Linked DNA regions of Mus musculus: region 1 is linked to region 2. A link is a contact called in public Hi-C data. All regions are on one chromosome and are shown on one strand. The core of a region is the stretch at or near the end of the contact, and the rest is flanking DNA. Distances in the headings are between cores, read along the strand shown.

Region 1 (4,115 bases), core at 424-2,923, 390 kb after region 2:
CAATCTAGAGTCACCTGGGAAAAGGGAGCCTCAAGGGAGGGATTGCCCAGAACAGACTGGCCTTTGACCATGTCTGTGAGAGGTTGTCTTAATTGATGATTGATGTGGAAGGGTCCAGCCCACTGTGGGCGGCGCCATCCCTAGAGAGGTGGGCGGGGCTGTGTAAGAAAGCTGGCCGATCATAAGCCAGTAAGTAACACGGTCTCTGTTTCATTCCTGACCTGACTTCCCTCGACAATGGACAGAGACCTGGAACCGTAAGCCAAATAAATTCCCAAGATGATTCTGGTCAGACTCTTATCACAGCACCTGAAACAAACTGGAAGGCCTCCTTATCAATCAGCCTCAAAGGCCGGCCTTTGAGTGACAAGCAGCCAAGCTCTGAACACAGTAACAACAGGGGTCACACTCATAACTCGGCCGATCACAGGCTTTCACTGATAGCTGTGTAGAGAAATGCCCCATGGAACAAACTCTGTCAGCTCTGTGCCCACCTCAGAAGTGAGGCCAGACATGACATGGGAGGCCAGACCACAAAATCACAATCCTTAGTTAATTAGCAAAGTCCTTTGTGGAGTTCAAAGAACCTTCAGGAACATCACTCCAATATAACTTCCCACAGTTCTCCCAGGTTGGGCAGGCAAGGACTAAGGTTTGGGTTTCATCTTACACACAAGAGACTGAAGTCACAGATCCTCCCTGGGAAGCAAAGGCGAAGATGGAGGGGAACCCTGTGATCCCACCTCTGCTTAAGGCACACGCCATGTTCCTTATGAAAAAGTCAAGAGAGGCCGGAATGGTGATGAGCTGTTGTGACGGGATCTCTCCTTCCACCGAGAGATTAAGACAGACAAGAAGCAACCTTTGCAAACCTGCAAGAAGGGTCAGCGGGTGAAGTCACTTGCTACCAAGGCTGATGACCTGAGTCCAATCCCTAGAATCCACACTGGGGAGGCGGGGAGGGGAAACTCTTGCAAGCTGTCTTCTGACCTCCATCTGCATGCTGTGCCACACACATATGGAACAGGCCTGGCTTTGAGCCATGTGTTTGCTGGGGGTTTTGTTTGTTGGGGAAACTGAGTAGCAGCTGAGAGAGAGAGCACAAGCCCTTTCATTATAGAAGAGGAGGGAAGAGAAGGCTAGGCTAGGAAGCCATTGGGCAGGCAGGGCCGGTGAAGGCCAGGCAGTGCAAGGGACGAAAAGCAGACACTTATAATTTAGGGATTTGAGAAAAGTGGGAAGGAAGAGAAAACCCTTCCTAATGATGACGGCTAGAGGGAGGAATTAGAACAATTGCAATTACGGCTTCTAACAATAGGAAGGGAGCCGCCACAGTTCCCGTGTCAAACAAGAGCGGCTCTCCTAGTAAGGGTGCTTAATAAAGCAGCCCGCCCCCTCATTAGCTGCTCCATTGGTGTGACAGCCCTCCCAGGCATGGGGGCAGGGCAAAACCCACTCACGGTGGTGAGGTGGAGTCCCCATTTCTTACAGACAAATTTCCTTTCCTTCCCACTCTGGTGTGGGAAACTGGGGTAGAGGGACTCTCTCTCTCTCTCTCTCTCTCTCTCTCTCTCTCTCTCTCTCTCTCTCTCTTTCTCTGCTAAGCCCTGGGGGATGCGTCTAGCTGGAGCCTAGGAGCTCCTGTCTCTGACCCAGGCCAGCACCAGAGCAGCTGTTCTCCTGCACTGTGAGCTCCTGGCATAGCAAGAATCTGGGTCAGCTTCTCAGCACTCAGGCAGTGGGTTATCCTGTGCACACGTCATGTCACGGACCTGCCTAGCAGCCTGTCCCCTTGCCCTGGGCTCCAGCTCTACCACATGTGAGGGATGAAGGACCTACTACTACCCCGGTCCATGACCCAGCTGAGGCTGCTGTGAAATAAGAACCAAGGGCATAAAAAGTCCAGAACATGAGAGCCTGAGGCAAGGACCCTACCCTTGAGTGGCCAAATCTAGTCCTTTCCACTCCAGGAAACTGAGGCCCAGATAGCGGCTCACCTTGGGTCAGACCGCTAGCTGGCAACATACTGAGGACAAGAAAACAGGTGTCTGGCTCAATCCCTGGCTCCTCCCCACAAGTTACCTGGCTGCATGTTGTAGACAGTCCCTTCTCTTCTAGCAGAGGGGAGGGAACAACTGGTTAGTGGCTGGGGACCAAAACCTCCCAGGCTGCTGGCCGGGTGCCCAGTCCCACCCTGCCCCACCCACCCCAACAGGTTGAGCGCTGTTGCCATTTAGGAGAGGAGAAAAGGAATCAGCAAGGCTGAGAATCTTGTCAATATTCCTCCCACAGCTCTGATTCAGACCCTCCACAACCTTCTGGGAAACATGCACTTTTCACATAGACCCCCCCCCCTCCTCTCGGCAGGAGGCTGAGACCGGGAGAGGAAGGGGGGCTCAGGGGGCCGGAGGGGGTAGGCTGAGGAGGAAAGGGAGGGAGGGAGAGGAGAAGGGAGGGGAGAGGAGGGTGAGTGTCTCTCATGCCTGCCATAAATGGTAACAAACGGAACACCTTGTGTGCTATGCTCCTCTCCTAAGGCATCTATCTACCTTCCTCCCCCACCCTCCTAGCTATACACAGGCCTCCCTCCAGGCAGCAGGGACCAGTCAGGCAGGGTGTCCTAAATGGCTTGGACATCACAGAGCTGCTGTGGAGCTCGGGCTCATCAGCTTGACAAGCTGTCACTCTGATTTGGGTCCGATGGGCTTCTGCCACAAGCACGAACTGCTTCCCTGGAGAAAAAGTGGGCAGAGCTGGGCTCCGGGATGCACCTGGCCTCCTATGGCAAGCCAAAGGCACTAGAGCCTCGAGGCCCACCACTGCGCACCCCCCGAGAAGCCCTCTGACAACAGGCCTGCCTGTCCAGCACCCAGACAGTCACCATGCTGTCCTGTCCCCTTCACACCCCAGCAACAGAGCCAACCCCAAGTGTCATCTTTATCTGAAAGGGTCTTCTCCAACCAGCCAACCCCTGACTCTGAGCATCCTTGTACACACAGAACGTCCCGACCTCCGCTTTCACCCTCCTCTGGCTTCCTCACTGGCCTGATTTTTCTACCTATCCCATGGTGCCACAAATCCCACTGTTCCTGCCCACCCACAGTCCCCTCACCCGAGTGCCTCCTCCTATTTTCCACTGATTGGTCCTCCAGACCCTGGAGGCCTTCCCTCCCTGCCCTTTAGCATCTGCTGAGCAGACCTCCTACACAAAGCCTGTGCTTGTCAGAGGGCAGGGGCAGCAGCTGGTACTCAGACATGACCTCTGACCTCCACGACAAGCAAGAGTGCAGCGACTGTGCAGGCCACATGCCCTTCTCTCCTGCTTTCACCTCTGAGTGGCCCCTTATTCATGTATCTGTGACAGCAGCAAGACAGAAGTGACACTCAGGGCATCTGGTCTCACCCTGCTGACTTCAGACTTCCCTTCCCACTGAGCCCGGAAGGCTGCCTCCCCTTGCCTCCACAGGGCTGAACCCCACAAGTCTGCCAGGCTCGGACCATATGTCCCCACCCCAAGCCACCCCTGTTCCCCAGTGGCTTTACTCACACTTCAGGCTTCCCGGCTGTCCTACCACCAGCCTTTGGTACAGCAGTTCTCAACTTTGCTAACGCTGAGCCCATTAACACCCCTCCTCATGTTGTGGTGAGCCCCAACCATAAGATTAGTTTGTTGCTACTTCATAACTATATTTTGCTACTGCTATGAATTGTAATATAAATATTTGATATGCAGGATATTTGATATGTGTCCCCTGTGAAAGTGTCATTCGACCCCCCAAAGGATCTCAACTCATGGACACTGGTCACGAACTGCAGCTCTGGTAGCTTTGCTCTCACTTCCAAAAATGATTTCTAGAGATCCAGATACAAAGGGCCATCAAGATGTGAAAATGAGCAAGATGATCCTGACTAAAAACACAGAAACTACCGAGCCTCCTGGAAGCTGGAGCAAGCAAGGAGTCACATGGGTTGTGCAGTAATACATGCAGTGATGAGGACCCCCTATGTGTGCGGGGCAGCATGTGGGAACTTAGACAAGACTCAGGCCAGCCACACCCTGCTGCCTCACAAAGAAGGAAGGGAACAGAGGTTCTGACTCTGGAGATCTGTGGAGG
Region 2 (4,583 bases), core at 846-3,345:
CCTGCAGAGGTATCAGCGTAGGGATTGAAAGTGCAGGAGACCAGGGCTCAGAGTAAAGCAGAGTCAAGGAAGAAATGTGGGGTGTATCTGTATTGGGAAGTGCCCTGGTGGTCTGGCACTGATCTGGAAGACAGCAGGCTCACGATGCCTTTTAGCAACCACAGTCTATGTAGCTGGCCTCTGTGAACAGCAGCCTTGCCTGGTTAGTCAGCCTTGAAGGACTGAGCCTTGGCTGGCCTGACTTACACAGTCCCTCAACTGTTCATGGCCCCAGGGTCTCAGCTCCAGGAACTATGGCTGTGGGATAAGTGGATCTTGGGGAAACCCTGTCAGCTTCTTCATTTGTCCCTCCAGGAAAATTGCTGCTTACGATGAAGAAATCCAGCATCTCTATGAGGAGATGGAGCAGCAGATCAAAAGTGAGAGGGAGCAGTTCCTCCTGAAAGTGAGTGTTTCACTCCTATGCCGCGTGCTAGGGGACGGCTAACTGGTAGACCTGCCTACTCTGAGTACCTTTCCCTAGTAAGAAGGATCCTAGCTCCTTCTTGTGACCTTTTCTTTTTCTGCTTTAATGTTCAGGCATTTACCACCTCCAAGCAAAGTATGTAGAATACATATTTACTTTTATTCCATATTGTCTGTTTCTTCCTCCTAGCATGTAAGTTTATTTGCTTACTAATTCTGCCTCGGTTACCTGAGCATGTCTGGGCTATAGGAGATGCCCCGTGGGTGTTTGCTCAATCAATGTGTGAGTGAGCATGTGAATGCATGGAGGTGTGCATGGATGGACTGACAGGAGGGAATGGAGGAAAAAGGGGAGAAAAGGAGGGAGGGAGCCAGGAAGGAGAGAGGGTAAATGGATGGATGGGACTGATGGATGGAATGGATGGATAGATGACTGGATGGATGGGTGGATAGATGGAATGGATGGATGGATGGATGGATGGATGGATAGATGGATAGATAGCTGAAGAAAGATAAATGTATGGATTTTGTTGGATGGATTGGAGAGAAGGAGAAGAAAGGAGAGGGAGGGGGAGAGAGAGAGAGAGAAAAGAAGAAGAAGAAGAAGAAGAAGAAGAAGAAGAAGAAGAAGAAGAAGAAGAAGAAGAAGAAGAAGAAGAAGGAGAAGAAGAAGAAGAAGAAGAAGAAGAAGAAGAAGAAGAAGAAGAAGAAGAAGAAGAAGAAGAAGAAGAAGAAAATGGGAAGAAGAAAAAGGGAAAGAAGCAAGCAAGGAAGGAAGGAAATGTGTGATGGATGAGTTACAGAGCATACCTCTGCAGCTAAAGCAACCTAGACATTGGCCGTCACTCAGCTGACATCACTCAGCTGACATCACTCAGCTGACATCTGTACCTACCTAGCAGTTCCATCAAAACCTACCAGCCCATCTTATTCCCTAAATAGCAGCCCCAAAGGAGGCAGTGATTAGAGATGAGGCTTCTTACCCTTTCCTCTTAAAAACTGGAAAACACAATCACCAAGGGAACCCAGTGCCCACCATCCTCAGCACCATGAGAGAAGATGTGAAGCTTGCATCCTCTGTTCCTGGTGTGCCCCTATTCTTTGTGTACCCCTGAACCTAGTGTATGCCTGTCGCTGGTATATCCCTGTTCCCAGTGTACCTCTGCTCTGTTGCAGCCATGTCCCTGGTATACTCCTGCTTCTAGAGCACCCTGGTTCCTAGTGCATCCCTGTTCCCAACACACCCCTGATCTCAGCATGTTTCTATTCCCAGAGCACCCTTTCCTAGTATACCCTGGGTGTGTTCCTATACTGTGCCCCTGTTCCCAATGTATCCCTGTTCTGGTGCACCCCCATTCATAGTGAACCCCAGTAACCAGACCTCTGAGCCTTTGTCTTTCCAGCCCTTGTTGTTGTTTTAGGAGGTGGGGACTGGCGAGGAGCCTCTCCTTTACCAAACCCAAGCTGAGCAAGATGTGTTTTGGTATATCCCACTTTTAAAAAGGATTCGGGAAACTGTTCTCCCTTCTACTGTCTGCCCTACTCTGTGAGCTTTTAGCAGGAGGTTGCTGGTCTTGGCTGCTGCCTCTCGATGCTAAGCCCAGGCTATTGTCTCAGGCTCTTCCCCTTGATCCAGATTTCAATTTTCGGCTGCTTTGGATTATCCGCATCGCTGCTCCACTTAACGTCACAGACACCATTCATGCTGCAGGGAAATCTGAATGCCTTCCAGAAATATCTGGCCGGAGCCCTCCCTGGAGGCTTGCCAACTATTCCAGACCACCCCCATTGTCCTTCAGTGCCTTAAACCATTCTGGCGCTCTCAGTGTTCAGGGAAACTGGATGTGTATGTGGCAAATGGAAGCCACACACACACCCATCAGCGGGTGTAAATTAGCTTCCAGCAACAGCAGTTCTACAACCTACTATAGAAAAGTCACCTCCCTCAAACCTGTGACAGACTGCAGAGGAGACAAGCTCAGGGCGCATGTTGTCCCCTCCGCCCAGGTCATGCCTGTAACTAAGGTATGCTTCCAACAACAAACGATGGGTACAGGCATGGGGTCTGGGAGTGAGCAGAGGTTGTGTGAAAAGGAATTAAGGGCCAGTTAGCATCATTTCAGATGGCTTGGCTCTGCGTCTATGTCTCCTCATGCCCTCTCCTTTCTCAGTTCTACATATCCAGCTCAGAGAGCTCAGTGCTCACACTAGAGCTTCCGCTGTGAACATGAAGACTCCAAGGATGACTTTGGCAGCACCAGTAAGCCTTTAGATGTAGAATTCATTGGTCCCAGAGTTTGGATAAGGAGGATACCATCTGTGACATCATAGAAAAGGCCAGATCCTCTGACCACCCTTTGGATGCTGGCTGTACCTATATCAGTACATTTGACCATGAGAAAAATATGCTCTCATTTGCAACCCACCACTCCAGGTTGGGGGATGCCCTTCAATGTTGTCCTGATAGGGTTAAGAGCATACTCCATGACACCTGTACGGGATTCAGAAACCACTTGCTGTTCCAGCCTTTTTCATGCATGAGGGACTTGCCCCATGCACAGTGGCTGAATGAACTAAGTAGGTCTCTTGCAGCTGATTCCCTTCAAACAAAGGTGAGGGCAGAGACTGTCTGAGTAGACCCCATGTGGGCCATTGCACAGAGTCCAAGTGTCGATGGGCACAAGCCTTCCTGTGTCACCTCTGCTCTATCATCTGGACATGACCAGAGGAGCCAGTAGCATCACTAGAAGAGGCGTGTGCCTTTGAGTAAAGGTGGCCCAAGGCTGGAGCTTGGAGCAACTGTTCTGCCAGACATGGTAACCAAGACCCTCATAGTTGCCCGGTACAGCATCTCATAGCTGGTCCCCTCTCATGCACATCTCTCTACCATTGGCCATTCCAGAGCTGCCAGTAGCTCCTGATGTGTTGTTTTTCCAGTATATTCAATAGCTCATCCCTACCTTGCCACAGTGGAGTGCTGCAAAGAGCAGAAGCAAAAGGCTATTGGCTTCTATTCCATAGAAATCCAGAATGAAGTGAAACAACTTAAATGCACAGTGCAGGGACTCAAACCCAAGTTTCCTGATGCAAAGCCTAGAGGTCTTTCACTCTGCCCGGCTCTGCTGAGAATGGTGGGTCTCTGAAACCCTGCACTATATCTGTGACACTAGAGCCAGCCATGGTCACATCTATACCCTCGGGACTTTGCAGATCAATGTAGAAAAACCCAGGCTAGGGTGTGAAGGGAAGAGCATGCTGAGAACAGGGCAGAGATGTCATGGGGAACATTGCTCAGGAGCCCTGAGTTGTGATGGACAAGCAGGGAGCACTTTGACCCTCCAGAAGGCAGAAGTAGTACATTGTGCCCAGAGCTGGTGTGGTTTAAGGGACCAGAGACAGTGTTTGTTCATTGTGAACCAGAATCTCCAAGTTGGAGGCTGTCTTAGTTACAGATGGTAGGCTGGTCAGTGAGTCAGACTCAGGCTCCTCTTCTCCCTGTACAGCTCCACCAGTGGCTGTCCTTTTGGGGTGGGAAGGCACAGGAGGACACTGTCACAGCACGTGGTCACATTCACAGAAAGTGCTCTAGCACATCTCAGAGCACTAATTTGGTCTTGTGTATCCTCACTGGTGGAGTAAGTGGGTCACTGAATCCTGAGGTTTCAGGGGAAGGGCCTCAAAGCAAAAAGGAATCGGTGGTCCAGCTGGTGAGGGAGTTCAAGTGCATGCTTACAAGGCTGGACACTAGGCGTGCCGAGTGTAGAACCCACTGTCTTCTTCTCCAACTTGGCAGGACACAGAGAGATTCCAGGCTCGCAGCCGGGAGTTGGAAAAGAAGCTGAGCGCCAAGGAGCAGGAGCTGGAGCGACTCAATCAGAAGCAGAGGAAGGTAGGCTACTGTGGAGACATCGTGGGCCCTCAGCTCTTCCAACTCAGCTTGCCTCTGCCTCACGCCCTCCACCATTCGTCCATGGATTTTTAACTTGCCCTGAGAAGACCTGTGTGTGTGCATGTGTCTTCATTTAAAGTCCCCACAAGGTGGATGTATCAACACATGCATGTAATAGCATCACTGGGAAGGCTGAGGCAGGAGGATTTTGAGTTCCGGGACAGCCCTG

The links. Hi-C and Micro-C count contacts between places; a contact is called where the count stands out from the background.
Region 1: a Hi-C map of cerebellum shows a contact between it and region 2, with 1.9 times the contacts expected there. The contact joins two enhancer-like sites. A contact is called at or near these places in 1 of 484 Hi-C or Micro-C datasets (cerebellum), 1 of 115 datasets of contacts at active chromatin or transcription factors (memory CD8 T cells) and 1 of 9 other capture datasets (embryonic stem cells).

What each region holds. Positions count from the first base shown.
Region 1 is chr6:128,019,213-128,023,327 of GRCm38.p6, forward strand. All of the region lies in intron 1 of Tspan9 (tetraspanin 9), which reads right to left. Among named protein-coding and RNA genes, the nearest start is that of Tspan9, 14 kb to the right of the region's middle. Within about 2 kb of position 1,674, at least 38 of the 459 cell types and tissues checked have an H3K27ac peak or open chromatin away from gene starts, as enhancers often do. A contact at or near this core is called in cerebellum, where this site is marked.
Region 2 is chr6:127,625,481-127,630,063 of GRCm38.p6, forward strand. Cracr2a (calcium release activated channel regulator 2A) reads left to right here. Exons shown (of 19, transcript NM_001368877.1): 7 at 355-445; 8 at 4,259-4,354. Among named protein-coding and RNA genes, the nearest start is that of Cracr2a, 66 kb to the left of the region's middle. Within about 2 kb of position 2,096, at least 14 of the 459 cell types and tissues checked have an H3K27ac peak or open chromatin away from gene starts, as enhancers often do. A contact at or near this core is called in cerebellum, where this site is marked.